2 separate regions of the Hordeum vulgare genome follow, and region 2 is linked to region 1. The links are chromatin contacts, called in public Hi-C maps. All regions are on one chromosome and are shown on one strand. The core of a region is the stretch at or near the end of the contact, and the rest is flanking DNA. Distances in the headings are between cores, read along the strand shown. Region 1 holds the start of LOC123432479. Region 2 holds the start of LOC123432495 (myosin-8-like).

The links. Hi-C and Micro-C count contacts between places; a contact is called where the count stands out from the background.
Region 2: a Hi-C map of leaf shows a contact between it and region 1, with 2.5 times the contacts expected there. The contact joins the promoter of LOC123432495 here to the promoter of LOC123432479 in region 1. A contact is called at or near these places in 2 of 6 Hi-C or Micro-C datasets (leaf and seedling).

Annotation. Positions count from the first base shown.
Region 1 is chr1H:304,979,506-304,984,687 of MorexV3_pseudomolecules_assembly, forward strand. It overlaps LOC123432479, which reads right to left and starts at 2,026. Exons shown (of 1, transcript XM_045115394.1): 1 at 1,161-2,026. The coding sequence starts at 1,989. The coding sequence ends at 1,300.
Region 2 is chr1H:305,895,313-305,900,494 of MorexV3_pseudomolecules_assembly, forward strand. It overlaps LOC123432495 (myosin-8-like), which reads left to right and starts at 3,035. Exons shown (of 39, transcript XM_045115395.1): 1 at 3,035-3,406; 2 at 4,994-5,122. The coding sequence starts at 3,404.

The DNA.
Region 1 (5,182 bases), core at 776-3,275:
AGTGATGTTAAATCTAGTTTATTGGGTCGTTTTTCTTGTTTCTAGCATAAAGTTTTGCTGTGTACTAACAACTAAGAGTGCATTTGTTTCCGAGTGCATTGCTGATACGCATTGAATCATTATGATATCTTTTGTTAAACAAGAAAAATAATGAAATACCATGTGATAATGTAAAAAAAATGTCTTGTATTTTAATACATAGGAAGTAATGCTTTGAAAGATGATAAATTTTGCAAACTGTTAGAGTCGTGTCAAATATTGTGTACAAGGTAGGTTAGAGTTGGACTTGTAGTAGTATTGTGTTTAGACATGATATGGAGTCGTGTCCTAATAGGACACTTGTATCCTAGGCCTCTCATATATAGCGGGATAGGCACACGATGTAACCTATGCCAACATAATAACACATGCGTGCAGGGGAACCGGCGGCGTGTGCCGGCGCGCAGGACGGCCAGGGTGCGGTATTGTGACGGTGTCACGGGAAGGAGCGCACGTAGTCATGCGCCGGGATGTAGCCATATTGATGAACCTCGTTAACAAATCTCGATGTCGTGCTCATATAATTGCTTGGTCCTCGGATGATCGACGGATAGCCTCAGTTTTATTCTAACAAACAATGAAAATATATGGCACAAATCTCACAACGGCGGCGGACGATGGATACCCCGTGCATGATACAATAACCACTTTCGATGCAACATATCTAGACAAGGGAAGACTTGTATGAGTTGATTGAGTTCTCACATTATGTGAGATTATGAGATGAACCTCAAAAATTGATGTTCATGCGTGTTGAAAAAATCTAAAATTATTTTGACAACATCCCTGTGGGCCATGTCTACAACTCCGAAAAAAGATCAGTTCAAAACACGATGTACATTTGAAGATTCATAAAAGACAAATTCTAATGCGAATAGTGACTGTTTTGGGGTGAATAGTACTTTGACACCATTCACATGTGATTGTCTTTTCTGTTTTTATTAATATTTGTCGAATTAGGAGCTGAAATTTTTTAGGTTGTACATCAATCATTGATGTGTCCATAATTTTTTATTTGAGAATGTTCGGACATGTATTTTTTCTATAAAAGAATCGATTATCACCTAATGTGAGATTTCACACAAGTCTCCCCCAGTCAAGGATTCTTCTCTCTGACACCATTTTCTGCTCAACCTTGCGAACGTTGATTTATTCCATTCCAGGCAGTACATCAACCGTGTAGTAATACAAGTATACTACTAGTATATCAGTACATAGACGTAGACCGGTACACATGCATGCGATGCAACATGAAACGGATCAGCCCTGGGAGTACTTGGCCTTGTAGTCGTTCCACAGCTGGTCCGCGCTCGTCCCGAGGATCTGCACGAAGTAGTCGTCGTTGTAGCCGTCCTTGAGCTTGCCGTTCATCTCCGCCACGAACCCGGGCTTGCGCGAGTCGCAGTAGTCCAGGAACCTGGCCGTCACGTCGTATCCCTCGTCCCACCGGCTGCCGCCGCCCTCCTTCACCCAGTTCGCCGCTACGTACCCGGCCTTGAGCCGCACGTAGTCCGCGATCCCCTCGAAGATCCCGTGGTGCTCGTGGTAGTCCTGCAGCCCCCACTGCCACACGTGCACCACCTCGTGGTACAGCACCCCGTCCACCTGCTCCTTGAGGTTGTCGCCGGTAATACCGCCGACGGAGCGGGCGCTGAGCTCGATGGTGCTGCCGCTGGTGGAGGCGATGCCGTTCGTGTCGCGGACGGCGAGGGTGACGGTGTCGCCATCGGCGGGCCTGCGGTCTGAGGGGTCCGGCTGGTTGAAGATGCCCCAGGTGAAGGAGGAAGCATCCGAGAGCACTTGCTTGGCGTAGGCGGCGCCGTACTCCCTGTCGAATCGCTGGCCGCCGGCTGTGCTCGACGCCTCGTTCGTCACGTCGAACGTGACCGCGCTAGCCGTGGCTGCCAGGGCCAGGAGGAGGACAGCGGCTGCTGCGATGGATATCTTCATCTCGTCTGGGTGCCTTGGTGAGTGGTACTGGTACGTGGTGAGGGGCTCAATTTATAGGCAGAGAATAGCTAGCTGGTGTAGTTGCTTGGAAGCCGTTGCCGGTAATACGTGTTCGGTCTATGGCTAGTCAAAGCAGCTCCAAGCATTTTTTTTCAGGGCAATCTTTTTAGATTCCAGAATTTTGTACGACTGCGAGCACCTACCCACGCGATGTCTACGAATTTTGTGTTCAAATTTTGTGACACATCACTGTCATATTTTCTGAAACTTTTAGACGGAGTTTGGTGCACCAGCGTTTTAGCACGGTGCACTAGATGCTTCCATGTTCGACCGTGATCTTACGGTGACGTTGCTGGATGAAGTATTTAACTACGACCAAACCATTACAAGAACTAAAAGCATCTACAGCCACCATAACCAAGTCCGGCTGGAAATGTTTTGGATAAGGATTTTCATTCAAGTTGCGAAGCATCGCCAATTAGAACCAAATACGATAGTAGGCTGACAACACTTTCAACAAATTAACGACGCAAATTCATCGTTGTTGAGCTCGACTATTAAAGTCACGACACGAGTTGATAAAAGATAAAAAGTGGTTGTTCCAATCAGCATTTTGAAAATTGACCGTTGGGCTAGGCATACCTATATATGTCACAGTCGATATGTCACATGAAGGCTGCAGCCGTTTTGATCTGAATTAATTAAGTTTGCTATAGTTCAGATTGTGGCCTTGGACATTACATGGATGACGCAGCCCCGCTCTCGCTCTCGCGACTCCGCGGGCGAGCTCCAACCAGCCCCCGCGGGCGGCGGCCACTCCCTTCCGCGCGTCGGCGCCCCTTGCTGTTGGCTTTTGAACGTGCGTATGCAGCTGTACAGGCGTGCCTACGCGATTCTTGCTTCGGCCGGCTACTTGACGGAACTTGCGTAACTAGCGACACGAATAAACCTGATCGATGGATTTGATGGCTAAAAGCCCGTATCGAGCCTTTGCTTTGTATTGCTTTTCGTTTTTCTGGTCTTACAATCAACACCCCTAGGGTGTCTTTTATACAAGTCCACAAGGGACTATGGGAATAGACTAGGACTAGGAATCCTAATACTACTAGGACTCGGTTTGGCTTTCTTTCCTAATCCTAAAAAAACAACACGATTAACTTCTACATTCACCTCTTTAATCTTGTTGCTTGACTTCACTTCTTGCACTCCGACTTTCCTCCTCATCTCGATGAAGTTCTGTCGACCGAGGGACTTGGTGAAAATATCGGCAAGTTGGTCTTTCGTGTTCACATGTTGAACCTCGATCAACCCTTCTTCAATGCACTCCCGGATATGGTGGAACCGGGTATCTATGTGCTTGCTCCTTTCGTGATGAACCGGACTTTTACACAACGAGATTGCAGCTTGGTTATCGATCTTCAATGACACCTTCTGCACCTCCCGCTTTGCAAGAATAGCTAGTAGTCTTCTCAGCCACACTGCTTGACAAGCCGCCGTGCTTGCCGCTATGTATTCTGCCTCGCATGAAGACAATGCCACCACCTTTTGCTTCTCAGAATTCGAGCTAATCGGATTCGGGCCAAGGTAGAAAACCATGCCCGTTGTGCTCTTTCGGTCATCAACATCACCTGCCATGTCACTATCTGAATATCCACGAAGGATCAATCCTTCCTTTCCCTTTCTGTACGTGCAACCAATATTAATGGTGCCTTTCACATAGCTCAAGATTTGATTGACCGCGCCCATGTGCTCGGTTGTGGGATTCTCCATGAAACGACTCACGATCCCGACTGAATAAGCCAAGTCAGGTCGGGTATGCACCAAGTATCTTAGGCTACCCACAAAACTTCGATACATTGTGGTGTCCACCGGCGGATTTGAGCTACGCTTGCTCAACTTGTGATGTTGGTCCATTGGAACTTGTGTCGCGTAGCAATCTGACATGCCACACTTGTACAATAACTTGACCGCGTAAGCCGATTGACATAAGGAAATCTCTCGGGAGCTTTGCTTCACTTCGATGCCCAAGTAATAGCCGAGTAATCCCAGATCACTCATGCTAAACTTGTTCTTCATTTGCGCCTTGAAACGTTCAATTTCTTGTACGCTATCTCCGGTGATAATCAGATCGTCGACATAAACTCCAACTAGCAGGTTTGAGCCTTTGGAGTTCTTTGTATAGACTGCGTGCTCGAGGGGACATCTCTTGAACCCGAGCGAGACCAGACTTCGGTCTAACTTTGAGTTCCAAGCTCTTGGCGCTTGCTTCAACCCATAAAGTGCCTTCTTGATCTTGTAAACTTTCCCTTCTTCGCCTTTCTTCTCGTAGCCGAGGGGTTGTTCCACGTACACTTCTTCTGTGAGATCGCCGTTGAGGAAAGCGGATTTAACATCCATATGATGAACCTTCCAATCCTCTTGTGCTGCCAAAGCTAGGAGCACTCTCACCGTCTCGATTCGAGCAACCGGTGCAAACACCTCATCATAGTCAACTCCTTGACGTTGAACGTAGCCCTTTGCAACGAGTCTTGCCTTGTACTTCACAATGGCACCCTCCGTGTCCTTCTTTAACTTGTAAACCCACTTCAAACCTATCGCCTTTTGGTTTGGAGGTCGGGTTACCAAAGTCCACGTGCCATTGCTCTCAATTGCCTTCATCTCATCATCCATGGCGTGCGTCCAGCTAGGACTTTTGCTCGCCTCTACGAAGTTCGCCAGCTCCTCAACTCCGAACAGACATAGTCCGGAGTACTCGAGCGTAACTGGCTTTGTGTACTTGTAGACTTTCTTGAGGGTCTTGTAGCGACGAGGCCCTGAGGAGTCCGTCGTGGCTTGCAAAGGAGGCGATACAAATTGTGTCGGTGTTGATGCAATTGAGGAAGACGGCTGAGACCCTAGTGTGTCATCGACATCTGTGTCGTCGGCGTAGTCGTCGTGACCGTGACCATCATCTTGATTGTCGTCGTCACTATGCGCCTCGTTGTCGATGTTGTCGTCGAGATCTCCGCCTGTGTCGTGCGCGGCGTTGTCGCTATCTCCTTGCGACCTATGCGCGCCATCGTCGGTGTCGGCACCATGATGATCACTACCATTGTGGTCACCTTGGTTGGGCGTCTTGCCAACCACCTGGACATCCTCCCCTGCATCATCATCAGTTGGAAATTCAACTGCAAATATGTTACTGTTTGGAGCA
Region 2 (5,182 bases), core at 1,785-4,284, 920 kb after region 1:
GACATAATAAGCTCAAAATGGCATAAAAACCTTGGTTAGCTTAGGAATATTATATTCTTGTCTTGTTTTCCTCTAAAATGACATAATTAGACATAATTGGCATATTTGTGTTGATCGGGTGGATTTACATGTGACAGTTGTCTCGTCGCTGTGAGGTCTATTGTGCGAAGACCGCCCCGTGCGTTGTACGAGCTCCGCCCTTGCATTCGTGGGTCCGTACAAATGTCATCTCCTCCTCGCCCCTTCATTTACCATGGGTCGGTTTTCGGATGAAACTTGCTAGATTTAGGTAATTAAATTAATTTATCAGTATGCGTGACCAGTACGCGTCTCCCGTTCGAAAGGGTTACAGTTATAAATATGCATGTATTTGCTTATATTTATAACCGTGATTCTTTCTAATTGTCCAGCGTTATCCATGGACAACCCAAGTATGTGTAGATTGGGTTCGTTTTTCCATATGCTTTGTTCCAGATCTGATACATAATTTCGTCAGTGCCTTCCTGTTGTTCTCCGGATACACATCCTCTCTGTTTATTGCGGAGACGTGTATCAGGAGAACAACAGGGAGGTGCTGCCGAAATTTTGCGTTGGATCCGAAGCAGAGCATGGGAAAACGAACCCAATCTACACATAGTCGGGTGGGATTAGGACCTATCTTTACCTATTAGCGTGTGGGTTGCATGGACGTAATAAAAATGGCGAACTTGATTGACCGATGAATATATATGCTAAATTATATATAAATATATTTCTTGTGTCTTTAGTAGCTAGGCAAGATGAGTGATCGTGCGTGGATGTATACGGGTCACCCTAGTCAGAAAGAGATGGCGAAAGAATGGTTTCTAAAAACCAAGGAATTTGTGAAAGCCACATTTGCAAATGGCCAGGAAAGAAACTATTGCCCCTGTCCTGGATGCGACAACTATAAAAAGACGAGAGAGGCTGTAATGATTAAACACCTGCACATGAGGGGTTTTAAGCCTAATTATACGGTGTGGACATTTCATCGTGTGTCTATACAACGCACCACAACTAAGGTGGTCCGTCGTCGCACCGACGAGCATGGTACCAAGATCGAAGACATGGTGCAAGACTCCGATGATGCTCGGGATTCAAAAGATGAGATGGAGGAATCTGCAAAGGCCTTCTATGAAATGTTGGAGTCTTCAAAACGTCCTCTCCATGAGCACACTGAGCTTTGTCAGCTGGATGCAATTGCACAAGTAATGGCTCTGAAGGCTCAGTTCAACTTGGTAAGAGAATGCTACGGCGCGATGATGACACTGTTTGGACGCTTCCTACCCAAAGGCCATGTCATGCCTGCAAACCTGTACCAGTCGGACAAAATACTTCGTGTACTTAAGATGCCCTCTGAGAAGATAGATGCATGTGAGAAAGGATGTGTCTTATTTAGGAAGGAGTATGCACACTTGGACTATTGTCCCAATTGCGAGTCTTGCAGGTATCTTGTGGTAGACAACCGTATGGGTGAGAAGAGGCAGACCAAAATCGCAGTTAGTGTTCTTCGGTATATGCCAATCGTTAGGGGAGTCTGATGCATACGTAGGGTGACGCCGTTGCTCCGACGTGAGGAGGGCGCCACACATGCGCACCTCCTCTATGTGTGCCCACGACAACCGAGGCACCGCCTGCACAGGGATGCAGTGCGGGTCTAGATGCGAGCCGTGGGGATGTTGACACACAGATACGTCAGCGGCTGGCAGTACAGTGCCAACCTCTTGGTGAGCCGGGATATACAACATGTCCCGTGGCGGCTGACTATCACTGGGCACACGCGACTGCATATGAGAGGGTGGCACACGAGAAGAGGTGGTGTCGGTTTTGAGCTTGCCCTTGCTGAAGAACTCCATGGCAAGCTAGAGTTTTGTGGTGGCCGGCGAGCGAGCACGCGCGGTCAGATATTAACGGGGAAGAACGATGAGCTAGGGTTTTGTGGTCACTGACTAGAGAGCACGCGTGGCCAGATGTGGACCAGGAAAAGTGGATGAGGCCGGCATCTCGCACGCTCGCACTTAAAAAAACGACCATCCGGATGTTTCCACATGCTGCCATGCGGGTCCGAGTTGAATGGCCACATTGACTACGACCGTTGTTGATGGTTGCGTGGCCGACAGGTGGGTCCATAACGGACACCAAACGGACGCACGACACATCCGTCTCGTATTCGTGTGGATGTAAACCAGACGCGGGCCTGAAATGCGTCCGGATAAACAATGAATGGAAGCATTTTGAAATTAGGTTGGTGATTTGCTTTTGATTCGTTTCTATGCAAACGAAGTGCGGATCATTTGAATCACCGGGTTGAAGAGAATCTAGTGTTGGGTACATTATAAAAGATTATATGGGCAGACTGATAAGAGCTGAGAGCATAAAACGTCTTGCTTGTGCGAGCGTAGAAGAGGCTGATGCTTGTGCTTATGTCACTGGGCTGAAGGTTCTTCTGACATTGGAAAATGAAAAGATCATCATTGAATCTAATTGCGTGACGGTTATTTCAAACATCCTATCACCTGCAACCCTTTTAATAGGTTGAAGAAAGCATTATACAGTGATTAGGAAGCTGCTGCAGACTAGATCAGACATTGTTTTTCGAAAGATAGGGAGAGAGGGCAACAAGTGTGCTCGTGAACTAGCTAAGCTTTCTCAGATCAGTGATAGAGAGTGATCTATTTGGGCCAACTACCTCTGCATCTGGAATTGCTGATGCTATCTGATTGTAACGATGATGATGTTTTATTACTAATATAATCGCAATCTTTTTCTTAAAAAAAAAGAAGTTGCTGCGCCGGAATGTATGCGGGTCTTTCGTGGGTCTAGATTGGAGATGCCCTTGTCGCCGAACAAGCACACGTGCGAAACACCGAACTCGGCCGGGGTGCTACTGCTACTAGACTGCTCGGTCGCCGCCGCACGTGCCCCCCTCGACTGGTGAGGCGAAGCGAAGAAGAGGTCGAGACATGGGCCGAAAGGTTAATTAGGGGAGGATCTCCCTTCTGATTGGTTACATTCCATTCGACAGTACGCCGCACGCTACTCGTACCGAAGAAGAAGAAAAAAAAACCGAGCCCGTCACGGCTCAGTCGTCGTCTCTTCTCTACGACTCTACACCCAAGCTCGCCGCCTCCACCGTGCTCCGTCCACGCCCCGCGCCACCTACTCCTCCCAGCGCGCCGCCTCCCGCTTCTCCCAAAGCTCGCCTCGCTCTCTGCTGCCCCTTCCCGCCCCCACCGTCACACCCGCACATCTCCCCGCTGCGCCGCCCTCCGTCAACGACGACGTCATTGGCGGCAGGGCGGTGATCCAGCGGCGACGGCGACGGCGACGGCGACCGTGACCGCATGATCGAGCGGCGGTATTGACGAGGATTTCGGCGGGGCACATGGTACGTTGCTTCTGTTCCGTGCGAGCGGCGATCAGCGAATTCGAGCCCCGATCTGGATCAGTCCCGGGATCGGGGTTCCACGGTGGTCTGAACAATCCGATGACCGTGCTTGTATGCTTCAAGAGGAAGAAAAGCACCAATAGTGCATTTTCTGATACATATGTTTCATCGTACGATGGTCTGACCATGACAGTAGCTTCTGGTTTGGTATGAATTTTCTGGTTTTTGTTGGTTGTAATAGCTTAAAAACAGAGCGAGTGGGTTCAGTGTAGAACTGAAATGCTTGAATCAGACACATATTGCAGTAGTTCTTGCTTTAGTTCGATCCAGTCGGTAACTGATTACTGATGGCTAAGCTTCGCCCATGTTGGTGTTGCCCCCCCTGCAAACACATACAGTATTTAACAATTGGGTAACATCTCCGTATCCCTCAGTTTGTCAAATGCATTGAAGATTTGGCGCATCACTTCTTCCCTTGCCCAAGTGAGCTCGAACATCACCACATTGTACCTGGCACACATCCCACACACACTGGTCCTAGCTAACATATTCCCAGGCCTCGGCTGCCAGCTCAAGGATGCTTTTACATGCATCTCAATTGGCCTCACAACTACTCCACCTTAACCCAAACTACGAGTGCCAAAAACATGAAACAATGCGCATCAGCCACAAAGAACTGGCATTTCGTCAACCTCAACAAGCGACAAATCCCCGTAGCTGGTTTCTACTCCACTTTGGGCAGTTGACTAGTTAAGTCTTACTCCCTCCTTTCCGGTTTATAGGGCTCAAATCTGAAATCTCATCAACCAAGGTGAATTGTGAGTGGATGACACTAGTTTTAACTAGCCAATGAAACATTTCTCACATATTCAATTTCCAAGGCAATAAATGTAGCATCCTCCTTCTCATTGGACTTGCATGATGGATGTAAAAAACGATGCAAGCATAGCCACCATCTCCTTTCTCTAAACTCTATGAATTAAATATGACGTGGGACTCAAAGCACTTTAATTCAATTAGACTCAAAATGAGCCTAATATAATGGAAATCTGAAATTTTTGAGATGAGCCCTATAAACCGGAAAGGAGGGAGTATGAGTACAATGCCATTCAGTAGAAATGTTCACTTTAGGACTCTACATAGGGAATTGAGCCTAATGGCACTTACATAGGGGTTATATGATATTACTGGCTAGCATCACTTGAGAAAATTAGAATTTGTATACTCTCTTTTCTGTTCCTCGTCTTGAATCAATGTCCACCTAAATAATGGGATAATGTACAGTGATGCTTTCTGAAAATTTATTTCCGTTTCCAGTTTACGTTTTATTCTTTGATCAACGAACTTAGGTTGTGTATTTTGTAATTACTAGTTGTAACACCGACACAATGGGGCTGTAGCACTTGGTATTCCATAACTGCTCGACTCTCTGTTTGTCAGTAATGTTGCTCCAGGGTTGTGATCATTCGTTGATATTTTGGCTTTATTGTTATTATTATTATTTTCAGTCTTGATTCAGTCAGGTAACAATATCATTGGTTCACGATACCATGCCCTCCTCATGCGTTTATGAATATTCAATTGTAGGCATCCATGGGCCGCTTTACAGTGGGTTCTCATGTTTGGGTCGAGGATGCTGATGTGGCTTGGATTGATGGTCTGGTGGAGGAGGTCCATGGGGATGAACTAATAATAAACTGCACTTCTGGGAAGAAGGTACTCTCAGTTTCTAGATAATATGCATTCTTCCTTGAAAATTAAAATTTATTAATGTGT